Regions from separate parts of the Mus musculus genome. Here region 1 is linked to region 2. Evidence: chromatin contacts called from public Hi-C data. All regions are on one chromosome and are shown on one strand. Each heading gives the region's core, a stretch centred on a gene start, on an enhancer-like site or on the middle of the called end of the contact. The rest is flanking DNA. Distances are from core to core; before and after follow the strand shown.

Evidence for each region. Hi-C and Micro-C count contacts between places; a contact is called where the count stands out from the background.
Region 1: a Hi-C map of muscle stem cells shows a contact between it and region 2, with 2.4 times the contacts expected there. The contact joins the promoter of Ube2v2 here to the promoter of Efcab1 in region 2. A contact is called at or near these places in 5 of 39 promoter capture datasets (the 3T3-L1 cell line, the SN4741 cell line, cranial neural crest and 1 more), 1 of 484 Hi-C or Micro-C datasets (muscle stem cells) and 1 of 115 datasets of contacts at active chromatin or transcription factors (embryonic limb bud).

The regions. Positions count from the first base shown.
Region 1 is chr16:15,592,238-15,597,117 of GRCm38.p6, reverse strand. Ube2v2 (ubiquitin-conjugating enzyme E2 variant 2) reads left to right here and starts at 2,600. Exons shown (of 4, transcript NM_023585.4): 1 at 2,600-2,658. The coding sequence starts at 2,643.
Region 2 is chr16:14,903,909-14,908,509 of GRCm38.p6, reverse strand. Efcab1 (EF-hand calcium binding domain 1) reads right to left here and starts at 1,864. Exons shown (of 6, transcript NM_025769.3): 1 at 1,698-1,864. The coding sequence starts at 1,755. All of the region lies in intron 2 of Gm33696 (a long non-coding RNA gene), which reads left to right.

The DNA.
Region 1 (4,880 bases), core at 1,351-3,850, 690 kb before region 2:
TTCTTGGAAACAGAGATTTAGGCCTAGTCTTCTTAATTGCTAGTTTGCAGCTTGTCATGGAATCAGTTTAGCCTTCTCACCTGAAGATTCAGATATGTCTCTTTTGAGTATATATGCAAAGACTTTACATGCTACTATTGAGATACTTGCTTATCCATGTTCATGGTGCCTGTATTCATAATAACCAGAAATTGGAAACAGTCTAGATATTCATTAACTGATTAGTGGATACTGAACATGTGGTACAGATATACAATGGAATCAATAAGCTGTTAAAATTATAAAAATTAGAAGGCAAATGGATAGATCTAGGACAAAATCTTTTAGAGAGAATTAACTCAGACACCCCCAAAGACAGATATGTATGTTTCTATGTCTTCTCTTACATGTGAATACTAGCTCTAAAGCCTTTAAATATGTGTGCTATAATCCACATAACCATAAAGGCTAGGTACTGTCTTAGTCACTGCTCTACTACTGTTAAGATACTATGACCAAGGCAACTCTTCTGATAGAAAGCATTTAATTGGGGACTTGCTTACAGTTTCAGAGGTTTAGTTCAATATCATCATAGCAATAGAATGACAGCATGCAGGCAGGTGCTGTAGCAGTAACTGAGAGCTACATTCTAGGTGGACATAGAGAGAAGAAGACAGACTAGACTTTGCATGGGCTTTTAAAACCTCAAAGCCCCTTCCCAGTGACACACTGTCTCCAACAAGGCCGCACTTCCTATTTCCTCTAATCCTTTCAAATAGTTCTACTCCCTTGTGACTAAGCATCAAATATATAAATGCTAGTTAATAGATGTGAAACATCTAGTTGTATCCCAACTGATTTTTTTTTAAGATTTATTTATTGATTATATGTAAGTACACTGTATCTGTCTTCAGACACTCCAGAAGAGGGAGTCAGATCTCGTTAGGGATGGTTGTGAGCCACCATGTGGTTGCTGGGATTTGAACTCTGGACCTTCGGAAGAGCAGTCGGGTGCTCTTACCCACTGAGCCATCTCACCAGCCCCCAACTGAATTTTTTTCATGTTCAGTTGCATAAGTATGTGATGTCTTCAGCAATATAGTCTTACAGTTAGGTTGTCAAGGATAACCAATAGCATTGTGAGTAGCCTATAATATTTGCTTGTGTGTGGTATTTATTGAACCTGACTTTGGATATTTTAAAGAGACTTAGAGGGTTGGAATTTTTAAAGACTGGGAATTCTAAAGTTGTACTGTATTTAATATTTTAGTATTTATGACATCTTGGGCACAAACAAGAAAGGAATATTAACAATGATGCACTTGGAATGGACTTGTATTAGATAATCTTTGTTGTGAACTTGACACAAATGGAAAGAGGAAATCTCAATTTAAGACTTGCCTTAGTCAGAATAACCTGTGGGCATGTCTGAAAAGAAAAACCTGGGGGAACTTTCTTAGTCACTAATTGTTGTAGGAGAATCCAGTTGGGTATGGGTATACCATCTTTAGGTACATGGGCTTACTCCTCCAAATAAGGTAGGTGAACGTAAGATAGAAATGTAAAGGTCCATGATTCACCGAAGAATGACACCTGGGACTCAAATAGTATGTATACTCAGAGAGTGCTTTATTTTGCAGAAGTCCAGCGTGTTGGAGTCTCCCATTGCCAAAACAGAGAGACAACTAAGTGAGTGTGCATGCTTGCTTTAAAGCACATTGGAATTCTGGGGAAGATGAGTTTTATCTTACTCTATCTCTAGGCATCCTAGAACCATTATCGGGCATGAAGGCTGGAGCCTGGGTTTTTTTCTATTAGTAATTGACTTGCCTGGGCTTGCCTGGACTTTCCCAGTTCTTAGGCCCAGTCTCCTTAACTGTCAATTTGAAGTCTGTCATGGAGTCAGCCTAGCCTTCTCAGAAGCAAGGTGGTAAGCTGCTTTTCTCCATCCCTTTTTGCTTCACGGTTTTGCTTGAGTTTCTTCTGTGGCTTTCTTTACTGATGGACTTTTGGTTCTGGTGTCATCAGAGCAAAACTACAGCCTAAACGTAGCCTGCACTAACACAGCCCAACCTTTTGGAATAGTTTTTTTTTTTTTTCCCCAACACAATTGTGAATTCCCATGTTTTACCTTGATTATTAATAACAGGTTTGGTGTGATGTAACTTTGTTTTTCGAGACAGGGTTTCTCTTTATAGCTCTGGCTGTCCTGGAACTCACTTTGTAGACCAGGCTGGCCTCGAACTCAGAAATCCGCCTGCCTCTGCCTCCCGAGTGCTGGGATTAAAGGCGTGCGCCACCACGCCCGGCTCGTGATGTAACTGTTAGCGTTTGTTTAGACATTATTTCAATATTTAATAAGAGGAGTCATAGGGAAAATTTCCCTTGGACACACTGACACTATTGGAGATCTCAGATCTTTTAAAGACTTTTTAAGCTCATGCTGCCTTAGTCTCCCAACCCAGTTTTATGTGTGTGTTTTGATTAGGACAACCGATGAACCAACAGTTCCAGAGACCATCAGGGGCAAAGCTTGCCAGGAACAGGAACCTGATACAGTCCCCACTATCCCCACTATCGGTCCCTCTATGACGGAGAGCAACGCGCTGCCGGAAGTGACGTTGACGCCCTGCGTGCGGTGGTGCGTCTGGTAGCAGGAGAAGATGGCGGTCTCCACAGGTCGGTTCCTAGCCGGGTCTGCCGCGCTCCCGCTGCTTTCTGTCCGGCGGGCCGCGCGGGACTGCGGGTGCGCAGTGCGGAGGGCCCCGCGAGGGGCAGGGGGTGGGGCGGGCGGTAGGGAGGTCGGGACGCGCGTGTCAGAGCTCGCGGTGACGGGGAGCCTGCGCGCCCACCGCCCGCGGCGGCCCTGCGGGAGGACCGGCAGATCTGGGCGCCGCAGCGGAGCCGAGGGTGGAGTGCGCTGGAGCGGCCCGCGGTGGCGGTGGCATTGCCCATCAACGGGGCTACGGCGGAGAGGCATCCTGGATGGAGCCGGGGATCTAGGCTGGGAGTCCACCAGACAGACACGTGCGGGAGGATAGGACTAACCGGAGGGTGGCTGCTGTCTGGAATAAGAGGGCGACGATTTTACTTAGGTGGCCGAATGCGTGTTCTTCTTCTTCTTCTTCTTCTTTTTTTTTTTCAATTAAGTGAAAAACTACAGTACACTGAGCCAGACGAAAGCTAATTGCAGGACAGTTGGTACCTTAGATAGGTGTTCTACTCTTGTCTACAATGTTCGGTTGCCTTTGAGCAGAAACTTGAAATTTAAATGCCAACAGGGTTTAGAAATTTGGTGACAAAAAAAATTAAAACAGTTTAAAAGTGTTGAGTTTTAGCATTTAAAAATGATGATTCATAAGATTTATTTTTTTTTCTAGTTCTTATTGAATCTAGGTTGTAGAAATGGAAGAGGTTGAGTGCATGTTGTGATTGTTAACATTTCAAGGTAATGCCTTCATATACATTTTTCATATTGTTTAAATCTTACCTTTATGTGTATGAGTGCCATAGACAATAAAATCTTTAGCAGTTCTACCTCTGGAAAATACATCAGTGGTCAGATCAGAGCTGTCCAAGACCAAAGCTCATTTTAAAAGTGATCTTTTAATGTTATAACCCTTAATCTCTTTACTTCTTATTTGAAATATATGTGCTTATTAGTGCCATGTTTTTTAAAGAGTTGTGCTCACTACCTTAAAATTAAACTAATAAAATGGTGTATTGTAATATGAAAAATGTCAATTTGTGATTGCATTTGTTCTTTTTAAAAATATTTATTATATATATATGAGTACACTGTAGCTGTCTTCAGACACACTAGAAGAGGGCATTGGGTTCCATTACAGATGGCTGTGAGCCACCTTGTGATTGCTGGGGATTGAACTCAGGACCTCTGGGAGAGCAACCAGTGTTCTTAGCAGCTGAGCCATCTCTCCAGTCAGCATTTGTTTTTTGGAACATATTTAACACTACTCATATGAAAGAATGTTAAGTATTTTGAAAAGAGCAGTAATTAGATAAAATGAGTGGTCCATACTTTTTATCAAACTTTGGTTTTTGGCAATTGAATGTGTACTCTAAGCGTTGGATTATTTGCCCATGTATTGCATATTAGATATCTGTATCCTGTTTGTTATTTTCACTGGTTTTAGACCAAGGAAATGGGAACTTTGGTATAATTAAAATACATCTTAGAAAATGGAGCTTATTTATTTATTTTTGAGTCAGTGTCCCATGTAGCCAGGCTGACCTTGAACTCTAACTGGAAAAAGTTTGGAGGATAATAATTCAAATTAGATTGAGAATTCCTTCTTAGAAAATTGAGAAACCAAAGAAGTAAAAAGTTACACATAACTTTACAGGAACAGAAGCAAGAGTATAATCCAGCATTCTCTCCATCATGACTAACTTAATTTGGAGTATTCCTCAAAGGATGAGTTTTTTTCTGTTTTAGTCTCGACACTGACTCTCATACATTCCTTCTTAGATAAATTTTTCTTTACATTCTTGGTTCCTTCTCAGATGGAAGTGTCTGAAGTTTCCTCCTTCCTTTCCCCAAGTCAAGAGGCTTTCATAGAATTTAGCTTAAGCATTACTCAAGGCAAAAGATGTTTATTAATATTTAGTATCTGTGAGTAAAGATTTCATTTGATTCATTTACTGCAATTTACTGTGTAAAAAAGGAAGTTCTGTGTGTTTTGTGGTAGTGCATTCCTATAATCCCAGCTATGAGGAAGGATCGTGAGTTCCTGATGAGCCTGGGCTACATAAGGTTAGCCTAGGCTAGGTAGTAAGATCCTGTCTCAAAAGTAAACAAAAACTGAACATTCTTTTGTTTGTCATAGTTTTAGGTTTACAGAAAAATGGAGAAGATGGTGTGCAATCAGTTCTCTTCCTTT
Region 2 (4,601 bases), core at 615-3,114:
ACCAGACATGAGGCCTCTCCTACTATGTCCAATTAAACAGCTGGTGGTTACTTGAAAGATAAAAGTGCCACCACTGTGGATCGTGTGCCTGTCCAGTCATTTTCCTGGCTCATGGGCCTTTCTCTGGCTAGGTCCACTGATTGGTTGCTCCTCTCCCTTGGCCGCTTGCACAACACTTTAAGATATAAGAGCTAGGCCTCAGGGAGGTTTCCAGGCCAGCTCCAGCTCAATTTCTAGGAATTCTGTCTCTTGAGTGTATGACATCTTCAGCAATAGGATCTCACTTTCAAGCTCTGGAAGACAAAGGGAACAGCTGAGGCCCATATTGTCTTGGGAATCTCTTGTATTCCCCTAGTCAATAACTCAACTGGAGGTTTCTCAAGCCTGGCATTGAATTTTGTATTAGACGGTGTATGGCTCTTGGAAATAGGGAAAACACCCTTACTTCATTATTTTTGAGTTGTTGTCACTGTTAGTGAAGAATTGTGTACTTATGAAGCAGACTTAATCAAATAAACATTGTGTGTGCCAGTTATTAATGTTGTGAGTATTCATTGGAAATGTTTTTACTCATTTTCAAAATAGCATATATTCTCCCAGAAATGGAAGCATTTCAGGAAAACCACAAAAGAACACAATTTCTTATCAAATTTATAAACACCTTAAATGACTGCCATTTTCTGAGAATTTTAAGATGCTCACAGTATAATAGTATATCATAGTTTTCAGTTGGGGCACTACCCCCGTGACATCAATTCTCACACATTGTATCAGATACAAATGATATAAAGGTGCTAGGCCAGAAACCTCCAGAGCTACATTAGAAGTTCACATCCACACCTTCACACAATGGAGCTGGTTTGAAGATGTGACCTCTCCATTTTCATTGTGACCAGTATCTCTTCGACCATCACATAGCTTCTAAATTCACACATCAAACAATACTGCCCTCATCTCAATGATCCACACACTGCTTCTCAGCTCAAGAACAGCTGTTTTTCTGTCTGAGTACAATGCTCTCATGTGTGGTCACCTGCAAGATCTCCTTTACCTATGGACCTGATTGGGAATTGGAAATTGAGCATCTAAAACTGGGAACAGATTCTTTACCGTCTTAGATTTGCTGAGCAATATACTTTTCAATGAAATGCCTCTACGGAAGACAGTGTCTGTACCACCGCAAGTCTCTTTCTTAAAAGTGTTCAGGATGCATGCACGACTGTTTTCTTTATGGATCTCTTATCACACTTCCAGAGCTTAGACCTCAGAGCGTTTTGTTTTCTTTTGTTGTTTTTGTTTTTTCCTCTCTAGAAAGAGCCAGAAAGTAAGTAAAGGCTCTGCTGCTTTCTTGATTCTGGTGTTTTTCTGGGGCATCCTTTTCAACCTGTCTAAAGCTGAAGCCACATGCCTCCCAGATACACACCATATTGCTTCTCTAACTTAAAAGCAAATAAAGAGATCTTTGAATTTAGTGAATGTCTATGAGGGAGCTCGGGCAGCTTGGAACTTGTCCCAGTTATAAAAGGGTAGGATGGATGCCTCCCAAGGAGTTGGAACTCCACAAAGGGATTCTCTTTCCGATCCTCTTGAGGAGGAGCGTGGAGGGGCCATTACTGGTGGAAGCAGGAAGTAGAGACTGGGTAGAAAGAGATCTGGCCCAGAAGTCATAGGAACTCTTGCATTCAGTTCTTACTTACAGTGCTTGCAATTTTTAGTTAAGGTGTCCGTCAACTTCTGCAGCTTCTTTCTGTTCATGATGGGTGTTAATAATATTAGATCTTAGAGTGTCATCTGGAGCAGAGTGCCAGGACGCTCCGGCTCCGGAGCCCCAGGCTGAGGGAGCTTGGTGCAGCCAGCTTGGCTCTGCGCATTTGCGCATTTGCGCATTTGCGGCCCTAACAGACAGTGTGGCCATGGCAACGCCTCAGGTGAAAGCGGCCTCTGTACATAGAGCAGCCATGGCAACGGCTGGGTGGGACACTGATTGGCTCCTGTCAGGGGGCCTCTTGGTCAGCTCAGTAAAGCCTGCCAGTCCTGACTGCCCAGCACAGACACTGTGCCTGCATTTAGTCCCAGTTGCAGCGTTTCAGCCTGACACTTTGCAGACTGTATTGTTTGCCATGTTGGAAATTTCTATTTTCACTTGTCACACCATCATTTCTGTTCACAGCCCCTCAAGACTACATCATAATCAGAAGAGTAAGGTGTGCAAGCTGGATAGATGTTTTGTATGATGAGCACAAGAGCGATTCAGGTTTTCAAGATCTGTGGGGATGCTGGAGGGAAATAGGTGTGTAATTAAAGCAATTATCAGAAGGGAATCTGAACAATTACGGTTTGAACTGTGTTACTCAGAAAGTAGATCTCTCTGTGTCTCTGTCTCTCTCTGTCTCTCTCTCTGTCTCTCCCCCCTCCTTCTTTGGAGTGGGAGTTTTCAGTCAAATTTGCAAAAGGCCAATGTCATATTTTAAGTTCGTTAATTAAAGATACATACTCTTTTTGTTGTTTTGTATAAAATAGAGTTTATTTAGGGCATAAGGAGGGGAGTTGCGAGGGTTGTAGAGGCAGAGAAAGGCAGAGAGAGAGAGAGAGAGAGAGAGAGAGAGAGAGAGAGAGAGAGAGAAGAGAGGAAGGAGGAGGAGAAGGAAGAGGAGGAGGGGAGGAGGAGGAGGAGGAAGAGGAGAAAGAGAGGAGTAGAGATTGGCCATGAGCACATGGAGAGAGAGGGGGAAGGGAATGGGGAGAAAGAGGGTAAGGGACAAGAGGACAGAGCAGAAGCAAGAAGGCAAGAGAGAGAAAGGAGGGGGCAAGCAGCCCCTTTTATAGTGAGTCAGGCACACCTGGCTGTTGCCAGGTAACTATGGGGCGGAGCCTAGATAAAATGCTAACAGTAACAACTTTCCAAACTACATAGACTGACATAACAGCCCAGAAGTTGCCATGGAGACAAATTGGAGAATTTTTCCATGATGCGGAATCCTTCAAGTGGTCAGTTTGCAGCCACACCTAGTTCTTCTATTGAAAACCCTTCCCTAGTCTCTTGAAATCACTCAAATTTATAATTGTCTAATTTTATAATTTTGAAATGGTAATAAGACATCAGCCACACAGAATATAACCTACTGAGAGTCCTTTCCATCAGTATAATTTTCTGCAAATCCATCCAGGAAATTTTGCCTTTTTATTGCTGAATAGTATTCCATGATTTATATGTGCCATATTCTGTTTATACACCCATGCACTGAAGACCTTCAGCCTTCAGTTTTAAGCTCTTAACAGGGAAGATACTATAGACCATTTCTCATATGAATGAGAGTTAAGTTCTCTGGAATGAGCACCTAGGATTGCTAGTACATATGGCAGCTGTATGATTGCAATTTAGAAATTGTGAGATTGCTTTCCAGAGAGTCTGAACATTGTGAGGCCACAGCCTAGTGTCTCCTCATCGCTGTCTGTACTTGGTGCCCTCACTGTTTTTGTTTGTTCAGCTTTTAAAGCAAACACAACCATTCTAATGGGTATGTGTTGACATCATGAGTTTTAACTTGCATCCTTAGCTGATCAAGTAGGGCTGTCTTCACCGTTATGGCATCTTCCATGTATTCTGTCTGCTCAAATATTCACTCACATCTTGGGCAAGATTGGATTTTTTTTTAAATCTATATGGTTTTGCATTTTAAGTCCATAAATTAAATTCATGATGAATTTTGAGTTGGCTATTGCAGAGGTAGGAGATTTAAGTCAGGGATCATTTGTTGCCTGATTATATCCAGAACGTCCACAGCTGTTGCTGACAATTCCATTGAGCTTCTTCTGAATGGATTCCTTCCACTAATTGTTACATTTTAGTTACGGTGTTTGTCACCTCACAGTTATTCACTCAGTCCTTTCTATTTCTTTGGGGAAAGGGGAGGAAAGGGTACATTTGTAGTCTATCATTGAAGAAAGTCAGGACAGGAACTCAAGCAGGGCAGGAACCTGGAGGCAGGAGCTTGTGCAGAAGTCATGGATGGGTATTGCTTACTGGCTAATTCCTCATGGTTTGCTCAGACTGCATTCTTTCTTTTTCCTGTTTCTTTGTCGAGACTGTTCAGAGGGTTTCATCTGACATGGTGGAGCCCTTGTGGCTGATGCAGCAGTGGGAACTTTGGGTTGCTACTCTCCAGCCTTCAAAACAGTTGAGAACTGAGTGTTCAAATCACAAGCCAGAGGGGGCATTTCAGGTTCAAACCAGAACAGGTTTGGAAAAGGACATGTTTCTTTTGGGAGAACAGGGAGAGGTTTGAGTAGTCAAACATTCTGTTAGAAAGCAAGAGTACTACTAAACCTGGATGTCCTGAGTTCTTCTATCCAAAAAGTAGCAGGAATAGAATTCTGTAATTGATATTGAGATGACAGCTGCTCTCATTTGGGAAGGGGAAATGACACAGAAAATTGTGAGTGCTCTGTCAGTAGCGCCAAGTTCATGATTGGGTGAGAATCTCATTGTGTTGCTAGATTCATGACCACAGAGCAACCACAGCTCCGCTATGACTCCAGTTTCTCACTATGAACTGAAAGTGTGCACCAGCTCAACTGTGAATCCAGTTCTTCACTGTCAT